Regions from separate parts of the Mus musculus genome. Here region 2 is linked to region 1. A link is a contact called in public Hi-C data. All regions are on one chromosome and are shown on one strand. The core of a region is the stretch at or near the end of the contact, and the rest is flanking DNA. Distances in the headings are between cores, read along the strand shown. Region 1 overlaps Gm30310 (a long non-coding RNA gene). Region 2 overlaps Gm41418 (a long non-coding RNA gene).

What was found. Hi-C and Micro-C count contacts between places; a contact is called where the count stands out from the background.
Region 2: a contact with region 1 is called in a Hi-C map of trophoblast stem cells, with 2.6 times the contacts expected there. The contact joins two enhancer-like sites. A contact is called at or near these places in 5 of 484 Hi-C or Micro-C datasets (cerebral cortex, cortical neurons, embryonic stem cells and 1 more) and 1 of 115 datasets of contacts at active chromatin or transcription factors (embryonic stem cells).

The regions. Positions count from the first base shown.
Region 1 is chr16:8,882,080-8,886,975 of GRCm38.p6, forward strand. Gm30310 (a long non-coding RNA gene) reads left to right here. Exons shown (of 3, transcript XR_001781949.1): 1 at 1-2,118. Among named protein-coding and RNA genes, the nearest start is that of Gm30310, 2.9 kb to the left of the region's middle. Within about 2 kb of position 3,367, at least 7 of the 459 cell types and tissues checked have an H3K27ac peak or open chromatin away from gene starts, as enhancers often do. A contact at or near this core is called in trophoblast stem cells, where this site is marked.
Region 2 is chr16:9,283,049-9,288,046 of GRCm38.p6, forward strand. All of the region lies in intron 1 of Gm41418 (a long non-coding RNA gene), which reads left to right. Among named protein-coding and RNA genes, the nearest start is that of Gm41418, 5.6 kb to the left of the region's middle. Within about 2 kb of position 1,618, at least 6 of the 459 cell types and tissues checked have an H3K27ac peak or open chromatin away from gene starts, as enhancers often do. A contact at or near this core is called in trophoblast stem cells, where this site is marked.

The sequences.
Region 1 (4,896 bases), core at 2,117-4,616:
AACAAACAACAGCAAAATAAGCAATCTATGCTCTTTAAGGGCTGCTGTTTTAACCCTTGTCTTCTTCTGTGCCCACTTTGAGCCATCAGGGTGTCCTAGAAGTGCACCGTGCCCCCTCAGGTTCACTGTGCTGCCCTTTGAAGGTCTCCAGTGTCAAGCCTCTCACTTTGGAGGGGGCCACAGCCGGTGTGGAAGGAGACAGAAGGCAGGACAGAACAGGGCCTCACCTGAGTGTCTGCACTTTGAATCCAGAACAGGCCACTGTGTGGCCTTCATCAAGTGCTGTTATGAGCCTGTTCTATAAAACAGGATGCCCCTCCCCAAGATGTCTTTTATTTAAAAAAAAAAAAAATCCCTCTTAAAAAAAAGTTGCACATATCATAGAATTCACTCAAATTATACAATTCAACTTAGAGTATTTAGATGTTATCCTTTTTACTTAAAATCTTGCCATGACCAGCCCTGGTCTAGAAAGCACCCTGTTGTTCAGGCTGGCCTTGAACTTGGGGTGAGCCCCCTGATTTAGCCTACTGAGTGTTGGGGTTATAGGCGTGTACAGCCACACCACTCACAATCCTCACTATGTGCGTGTGTGCTCACCCATGCTTGCCAGCAGCATGTGTTGAAGTCCAAGGACGAGTCAGGTTTGTCCTCTCCTCTCCACCATGTGGTGGAGGTCTAACTCAGGTTGTCAGGCTAGGGGCAAGGAAGGGCCTTTGCTCCATGAGCCATCTTGCTGGCCCAGCATCTGCACTGTGGCCAGTACTGGTCAATGAGGCTCTTCCCATAGACAGAGTCTCTTCTCCCTATTCAGGAGTCCAGGGCCTCAGGGTCGACTGTGACATCACTAGCCCCTCTGAAATGCTCTTTAATGTCCAGGAGGCATTTTCAACCTCATGCTGTTTTCTGTGTTGAAGAAACGCTCCGAGCCTTCCGCTTTGGGGATATTGGTAGGAACTCATGTCAGATACCCCTTTTATTAAAATCCTTAAAGTAAATGCCACTGGCAAAATGTCTGTTTAACATAGACGGAGCCTGAAGAGCCAGGCAGCTTCAACAGTTGCTCTGGAGACACTGGGCTCCTGAAAGTCGTCTCTGACCTCACAGATACCCTGTGCCATGTGTGCCAATAAAGAAACAAAGGCACTTCTGGCTGTTTGTTTACTTTTTCAAGACAGGGTTTCTCTGTGTAGTCCTAGGGCTGGCCTGGAACTCAGAGGCATGCCTGCCTCTGTCTCCCTGTCTCTCCAGTGCTGGGATTGAAGGCATGTGCCACCACCACCTCCTGGCTTTTTTTTTTTTAAAGAGTAGTGAGCGAATGAGATACTAAATAGCAGCTGTTAGTGAGGCAGTTGTCAGAATGTGTCTGAAAACTTAAAGTAGGGCTTTTGTTATTTTTATTTGAAACTGGGTCTTACTCTGCAGCCAGGGCCAGCCTCGAGCGTGAATGTACAAACCTGTTCCTTTAGAGGAATGTCCCACCTTTGCTGGCCTTAAATTCACAGAGATTGCTTGTCTCTGCTGGGCTTAAAGGTGTACCTGGTTACACCCAGGTCCTTGTGCATGTTAGACTACCCAACTGTATCGTGAAGCCACTTCCCGGGATGGTTTTGGAGAAACTAAGTGCCTTCCTGGGAATTTGATTCTTAGAATAGGATGCAAGCAGAGCCAGGAGTCAGGCACCAAGACCTTGAGACTCTCACATTCCTGCCACAACAGTTTCTCAGTCATTCTAAACTCAACCAGCAGGGGGCGCCAGCGCACCATGTTCCTCTGAGTGTCGGGTACCTAAGAAGCTGCCCGTGCTGCTTCCTGCCAGGAGATGACCTCTATGTGTCTTTTCTGCCTGTTCCTTTCAGCAGAGGAAAGTAAGGGGATGCTCTGCTTGGAGCTACCTGGCAACCAGCAACTGAGTAGTGTGATCCTGCCTCCGCAGATGGAAGAAAATGAAAGTGCAGATCGTGCTGTGGGAAGCTGTTACCCTTGGCCTCAGCGTGTTCTATGCAATACCCCGTTTGCACTGCATGTGTGTGTCCACAGAAGGATTAGCCAGAGGGAAAAAAGAACAGTGTTTTTTTCCTATAGAAAGGCAAGAGAGAAGACGACACGATTCACTGGGTAAATGAAGCTGCCACCAAACCCAGTCTCTGGGATTTACTGGGTAGAGAGGAGAACTGGCTCCCAGGGCTGTACTCTGCAGTCATGCACCTGCTACCCCCAAACAAACAAGTAAACAAGTGTTAAAAAAACAAGAACTGGGCTAGGAACTGTAGGGGTTTGAACCAGGATGGTCCCCGTAAGCTCATAAATTTTAATGCTTGGCTTCCGGTTAGTGGAACTGTTTGAGAAGGACTAGGAGGTATGGCCTTGTTGGGGAAGCATGTCACTGGGGTGGGTTGTGAGGTTTCAAAAGGCCAGGCCAGGCCCAGTGTCTCTCTCTGCTTGCAGCTGTGGATCAGATGTAAACGCTATGCTCTGTCCAGGGCCAGGTCTGCCTGCCTGCCTGCCTGCCTGCCTGCTGCCTGCCTGCCTGCCTGCTGCCTGCCTGCCTGCCTGCCTGCTGTCATGCTCCTCTGCATGATGATCATGGACTTTCTGAAACTGTAGACAAGCTTCCCAATTAAATGCTTTTATTTTTATTATTATTATTTTTTTAATTTTTTATTTTTTTTTCCTCCCACCCCTATTTTTATTATTTTTAAAAACTTTTTATTGATTCTTTGTGAGTTTCACATCATGTACCCCAGTTTCGCTCATCTCCCTGTCCCCTCGTGTCTGCCCTCTGCCCTTTCAACTCCCCCAGAATAACACACACACACACACCCACCCAAAGCATAGAAAACATCTCATGGTGGAAGCTGCAGTGTGTCCCAGTGTGTCCCACAGGATATCCCTCTGTCCACATGCCTTCACTTGCGAATGCTCATTGCAATGTGTCTGGTTAGAAGACTCTGGCTTCTGTGACACCAACATTGAATTCTCACTGGGACTCCTCCTGGTTATCCTATGTGTTCCCCTGTGTCATGAGATCTTGGAGTTTTGGATCAGCCGGAGTGGCCCTTTCACACCCCCCCCCCCAAATTCACAGGTGAGGTAGATGTTGGGATAGGCCAACTCAAAAGCCTTGGATCTGGGCATGGGTGGCAGTTGAGCAGGTCAGCCCTCCAGTCCTTACCACACCACCAGGGCCAGCTCTCCAGCACTGCCCTGGCTAGGCCACCCAATGCTGCTACTGGCAGGAAGGAGGCAGCTCTTCTGCTGTCATGCCCTCTGGGTGGCTCACCTGTACCCATACCTCTCCAGCCAGCTCCACTGTGCTGCTCAGTAAAAGTTCGAGGCCCACTCAGTGCTGTAGCTGGCAAGAGGCTGGGCCAGCGTTCCTGCTCTCAGGACCCAGGGCCAGCTTTCCTAACTGCTGGGCGTGGTGAGGGGTGAGTCTGACCAAGCCCGCTCAGTCAGTCAACAGGTTCTCCAGCGCGGGAGTGAGGATTAAAAAGAAAAAAAGATAGTTAGACAACATTGTAGCATGACCCAAGTCAATTCTCAGACTGAAGGCAAATTTAATTTTCCAATCCACTTTTTATACATTTTAATTACATGCAGGTATTTTGGGCGAGCAGTACAATAAGGAACTAACAAGGCAGTAAGCGAAGTCCTGTGATTACTCCCATGGCAGTTGTTTAAAAGGGCTTGTTATAATGACCCAACACTTGAGCCCACTTCCTCGTCCAAGCCCAAAATCTTGCCTGAAGCCTAGTTCTTCTGTTCCATCCTGAGACATCCTAAAATTCCTGCCTTACCCGACTTCCTTATTACAGCCTAAAGTTAGATTCTTACTGAAACTGACTTCCTTATTATGCCCTAATGTCAGAGTCCTGCCTGAGCTTACTTCCAATGTCAGATTCCTGCCTGAAGCCCATTTTCTGCCAAGTGGTATCCCAGAAGGCTTTCCAGCAATTAGGTGTGGGAAGGGCCTCACCTCCACACCAGCACAACCCCATGGTGGAGGAGTGGTGAGGCCAGCGCTCCCATGCTGGCTTTACCTTAGGGCCGGATCACCTGCGGCCCTGCTACTAGGGCCAGCTCTACTGTGCTGCACAGACCAGGCAAAGGACCCACTCTCCCGAGTGCACAGCTGTTGAGGGGCAAGACCCGCTCTCCCACTCTCATGACTCCCCAGCCAGCTCCCAATTGCCAGTTATGTGTGTTTCGGGTGGAGGAGGTTTATCACCTCTACACGTGTGCCACAAACATGCTGGGGAGGATGTATTTCAGGGGCAGGACACTTGGGTGGCATGAATGTGCTTGACCGGTATGTCAGAGGTCCTAGGTTCACTCCTCCTAGCTGCAAAAAACATCAAAAACAAAACAAAACAAAAAAGTATAGCAAACCTCTAAAATCAGCCTACCACCACCATCACCACCACCAGCAGCAGCAATAAAACAACCCCTCAAACCCACAACAAAACACAACAACAAAACAAGCCCCAGCCGGGCGGTGGCGCACGCCTTTAATCCCAGCACTCGGGAGGCAGAGGCAGGTGGATTTCTGAGTTTGAGGCCAGCCTGGTCTACAAAGTGAGTTCCAGGACAGCCAGGACTATACAGAGAAACCCTGTCTCGAAAAACAAAACAAAACAAAAAACAAGCCCCAAACAAACAGCAGAACACCATGGAAAGAGACCGAATGTGAGCTGATTACCTCGTGGGACTGGAGGGAAAAGCTCCGTCATCGACTTAGTCATGTTTTCTTTCAAATAACAAAAAATATCATGTTTATTATAAAGACAGGATCTCACTGTGTTGCAAAGATTGGCCTTGAACTCACAGGAATCCTCCAGTCTCAGTCGCAGGAAATTACAAGCATGAGCCACCACACCCAGCCTGTAGTGTAAT
Region 2 (4,998 bases), core at 368-2,867, 400 kb after region 1:
AGGGCATCATCCCGAGAGAGGTAACACATTCACAAAGAAACTCACACAATATGTACTCACTGATAAGTGGATATTAGCCCCAAACCTAGGATACCCAAGATATAAGATATAATTTGCTAAACACATGAAACTCAAGAAGAATGAAGACTGAAGTGTGGACACTATGCCCCTCCTTAGATTTGGGAACAAAACACCCATGGAAGGAGTTACAGAGACAAAGTTTGGAGCTGAGATGAAAGGATGGACCATGTAGAGACTGCCATATCCAGGGATCCACCCCATAATCAGCATCCAAACGCTGACACCATTGCATACACTAGCAAGATTTTATTGAAAGGACCCAGATGTAGCTGTCTCTTGTGAGACTATGCAGGGGCCTAGCAAACACAGAAGTGGATGCTCACAGTCAGCTAATGGATGGATCATAGGGCTCCCAATGGAGGAGCTAGAGAAAGTAGCCAAGGAGCTAAAGGGATCTGCAACCCTATAGGTGGAACAACATTATGAACTAACCAGTACCCCGGAGCTCTTGACTCTAGCTGCATATATATCAAAAGATGGCCTAGTCGGCCATCACTGGAAAGAGAGGCCCATTGGACTTGCAAACTTTATATGCCCCAGTACAGGGGAACACCAGGGCCAAAAAGGGGGAGTGGGTGGGCAGGGGAGTCGGGGTGGGTGGATATGGGGGACTTTTGGTATAGCATTGGAAATGTAAATGAGCTAAATACCTAATAAAAAATGGAAAAAAAAAAGACACACATACTCACACACACGCACACACAAACACCCTGCCACACATTTACATTTTTATCAGCATATATTCATTATATTTAGTCCTGGATTTCATAAGGGCATTCTTTTTTTTTTAAATGAAGGTTTTTGTTTGTTTGTTTGTTTGTTTGTTTGTTTTTTAGTATCAAATAAAGTTTATTTAGGGCATGGGGAAGGGAGTTGAGAGGGAGAGAGAGAGAGAGAGAGAGTGAGAGAGAGAAGAGAAGAGAAGAGAGAGAGAGAGAGAGAAAGGAGTAGAGGCTAACCATGAGTACATGGAGAGAGATGGGGAGCAGAATGGGGAGAGAAGGCTCAGAGAGGGAAGAGAAGAGAGCAAGAGAAGAGAGTGAGCCACAGTGAGGTTTTAAAGATTAGGGCAGCCTCTGAGGGAAGCATAGGTCATTGAGTTCAGCAATAGCCTTTCTTCTCTCCATCTCTGTACAATACCCCAGAGCTGTCTAACAAAGGCTCTGCAGAGCAGGGGGATAAGGTGGGTGAGACCCTCCTACTCTCCATCTTTCTAGTGTCTTTGAGTCCATTTTAATTGTTAAAACTCTATAAAGGTATGTCAGAGAGCCATTTTACTCCCACTCCGGTGACATAAGGGCATTCTTATAAGGATACATTGTACTTATTCTCTCCTATTGCATTTATGCATATAGGATATTATGCACCTACATAAAGTCAAGCATCCACAGAGGAGATGAAAGTGTGTGATATTTGTTTTTCTGCCACCTTTCAAATGGTAATTTTGGCCCGGCATGATGCTAAAGACTTCTCAGGTTCTCCCTTTCTCAGAGGCGCCTTGCATTGTTTATCTTCTTTTCTACAAGGATAGCCTGAAGCCATCTCCAAGGTCAAGACAACACCTTCAAGGTCACAGAGACAGCAAAGAGCTGAGTCATATCTCCCTGACTGCATTCAGAAAAGACACACACGTGTTACTTTTTCTCTAGGTGTGAAGTTGACTTGTAGCTTACTCTCTACTTTGTTATGATTTAAAAGGCCATCTGTCTCCATCGCTGATACATCTGCTGTTGGCATTCCAGTTTTGCTAACTTGTTTGTGTCATGTGGAGTTGCAGAGGTCTCTCAGCATCTCTGCCCAGTAGTTCATGGTATATGCACTTGTACAAGTGCATATGAACCCCAAAGCTAGCCTTTGGTACATTGGTAACTTCCACTATTCTGAGAGTTCAGGTGTCTGAATTATCAGAAGTGCATACATGCCTACTGAAGCTTCATTTAATTGACAACACACAGCTCCTGCTACACTTAGGAAAGTTTTCCCAGCCTAGCAACAAAAAGGCTTCACAGAAGGAGTCGCTCTGCATTCATTATTAAGATGTTTTCTGATGCTGCTCTTCAATAACAAAGGACAACTTGAGTCAGCCTGAGCAAGAAACAATTTGTTGGAAGGATGCAAGGACATCTAAGAGACCCTAGGGAATGAGCCAGTTCTAAGCAAATGAAATCAAATTTAAAAATGGGCTGCTCCAGGGACCCAAATAGAAGGAGTTTATGATTTATTCATTTTGAGTTCTGCAATGGAATCCCTACAGCTGGGCTTGGCAGGCTTTTCCTCTAGAAGAAAGCATTTTTCCTGTACCCCAGTCACTTGCTACAGTCTACCTTACACCTGTTCAAAAGACCACAAGCTAGCCAGGTCCAATTCAAAGTTTGTATTTTTAAACATGACTTATAGTTTGGCAAATGTATAGTCTGTTGTGAGAGTGTATTGGTACATCATTTCTCTAAATAAATAAATAAATAAATAGGAAATCCAACCTTAATTTTGTAGGACCTAAGAAATTATTTGATATAAATACTTTAATGATGGTACTTGGGTTTTAGAATGTCAGTGGTATTAACATCTGATTTACGAAATAACTCTAATAGCTGGTTCTCCCCCTTCTCCTTTTCCTTCCTTCATTTTGTTCACTCTTCCCATGATGCCCTGTGTAGAGATGATACCTAGGGACTCTGTGAACACTGGGCAACTGTTTTACTGCTGATCTGCATGGCTCCTGCAGTTCACTTAACTATTTCCTTATTTTATAAGCTTAAAAATTGTATGGGATACCTAAAACTTAGCTTTATTTTCTATAATTCTATAAAATAAAGCAATAATTAAACAAACAAAAAGATGTATAGTGAGAACTGAGTGAATCCATAGTGTCTAGTCCATAAGAAACACATTGGATCTGTTAGCTGTTTTCCACATTGCTCTGCCCTGCCCATCTGTAGATCACTGTTTTCTGGGTCCTTGGCATCCTGCACAATGGACTGACCTTGGCGGCCTTCCTGATTTTTAACTTTTGGACTTGGACTGAATTTTATCATGGTCTTTTCCTGTTGTACAGCATGATAATAGAAGAATATGGGTTTCTTAGCCTCAATGTGTGGGTCTGCTACCATAATCAATATTGTATTAGGTATCTTTTTATCTTGTTGTTTCTTCCCTCTGGATCACCCCATCTATACAGAGGAAGAGGACATATTTTTCTGGATTAGTTTGGTGATGGCCAAGAGATTCATGAGCTTGACTTTCCCACGTGAACTTTGTAGATAGCAACTCTTTGATTTCCCCACATTTTATTCATCATTTTCCCTAAGGCCACTCATAGTTTTATGTAAGCCTGCAGGGGAGTCCATTTGGGCATTGTAATATGATGTGCTTATCTACAATGTTCATTCTCAAGAACTTAACAATTGAGTTGCAAAAAAATCACCCAAAATCTCATAACTTAAATATATTTATGAGTTTGTGCTAGGATGTATCCATAGCCACTTCTGACTACACATGGCAACGTGTTGGACATACCTACTAGAAATTATGATTTTGGACACTTCTTGAACCCAAATATGCTGCCCCCAAATTTTCTGTACTCCAGCATATAGAGCTATGGCATATCTTCTGCTAAAGTCCTCTGAAAGGATTTTTCAGGAATTAATGGTTATAAACCACAAAAGGTGGGTCTAATTTGATAAGCTACTATAGTTTGTGGGTGAAGACTTCTTTCAGCCCCCAGTGTTTAATACTAGCTTCTTTCTTCTTGCTGACAAGTCTTCACAATGGGTCCCTAGAATGTGAAAGCACTTGGATGAATTGGTTCATAGAACCACCAAGGTTCCATCCTGGGATTCTGGAGACAGCTGGGGTATGCTAAGGGATGATTTCAAGTTAGACTTCCTTAGACTTCAGAGCTACTCTCCAAACAAGCACAGCATGGGCTATTCCCAGCAATTACGTCTTTCCTACATCACCCATGGAGTACAACACCTCGTCTAGTGCATGCTGTTTTTCTGGGGCCAGGAAGACATCCAGCATTTGAAGATGATAGATATATATATAAATTAGTTAATGTTCTGTTGCTGTAATAAAATACCATGACAAAGAGCAACTTAAGGAAGAGAGTGTTTATTTTAGCTTATGATTCTAGAGGGATGGAGTTAATAATGGTGAGAAAGGCATTAAGACAGGAGAAGGAAGCAGAGAGAACAGGGAGTGGGTGAAGCTAAACCCTTGAATCCTACCCCCAGTTATGCACTTCCTCCAGCAAAGTCCCACCTCCATAACCTCACACAGCATGCCACCGTGCCACCAGGAACCAAGTGTTCAAATTCCTGCACCTGTAGGGGACATTTCTCAGTCAAGCCACCATTGTCCATGAATTACTTTTCCTGCTATGGCCAAATGCTTGACAGGTTGCGCCTTAAGGCAGCAAGGGTTTATTGTGGCTCTCAGTTTGAGAAGGTACAGTCGCTTACTGTGGGAATGCTGGGAGAAGGGCAGCGCCACGGTGGCAGGAGGTGCAGAGCCTTGTTCACACCTCTGCTTGAGAGGCTGATTGAACAGAAGTCTCGTCCCCAGGGACCCACTTCTTCCAGCCAATTCCCATCTCTCAAAAGCTCTACACCCTCCCAGCTCCATCAGCTGGGGGATCAACTGTTCACACAGGTGAGGCTGTGGGGGACAAGCTCAAACCACAAGAGATATTACAACACAATAGAGCACAAAACAATACAGCACAACGAAACAGTGCAACAAAACTTTTTTCACAGACCTAAAAGCAGCCAAAGTCTTATTAGGTTCGCAAAATACTCCAGGCAGAAAGGATACTTAATGCAACTGGTATTACAACCACCGTAAGGCAACAGAAAAAGCGTGAATAAAGATTTAAAGGATTCTAATGTGTAACTAGAAAATTAGGTGGTTTTCTAA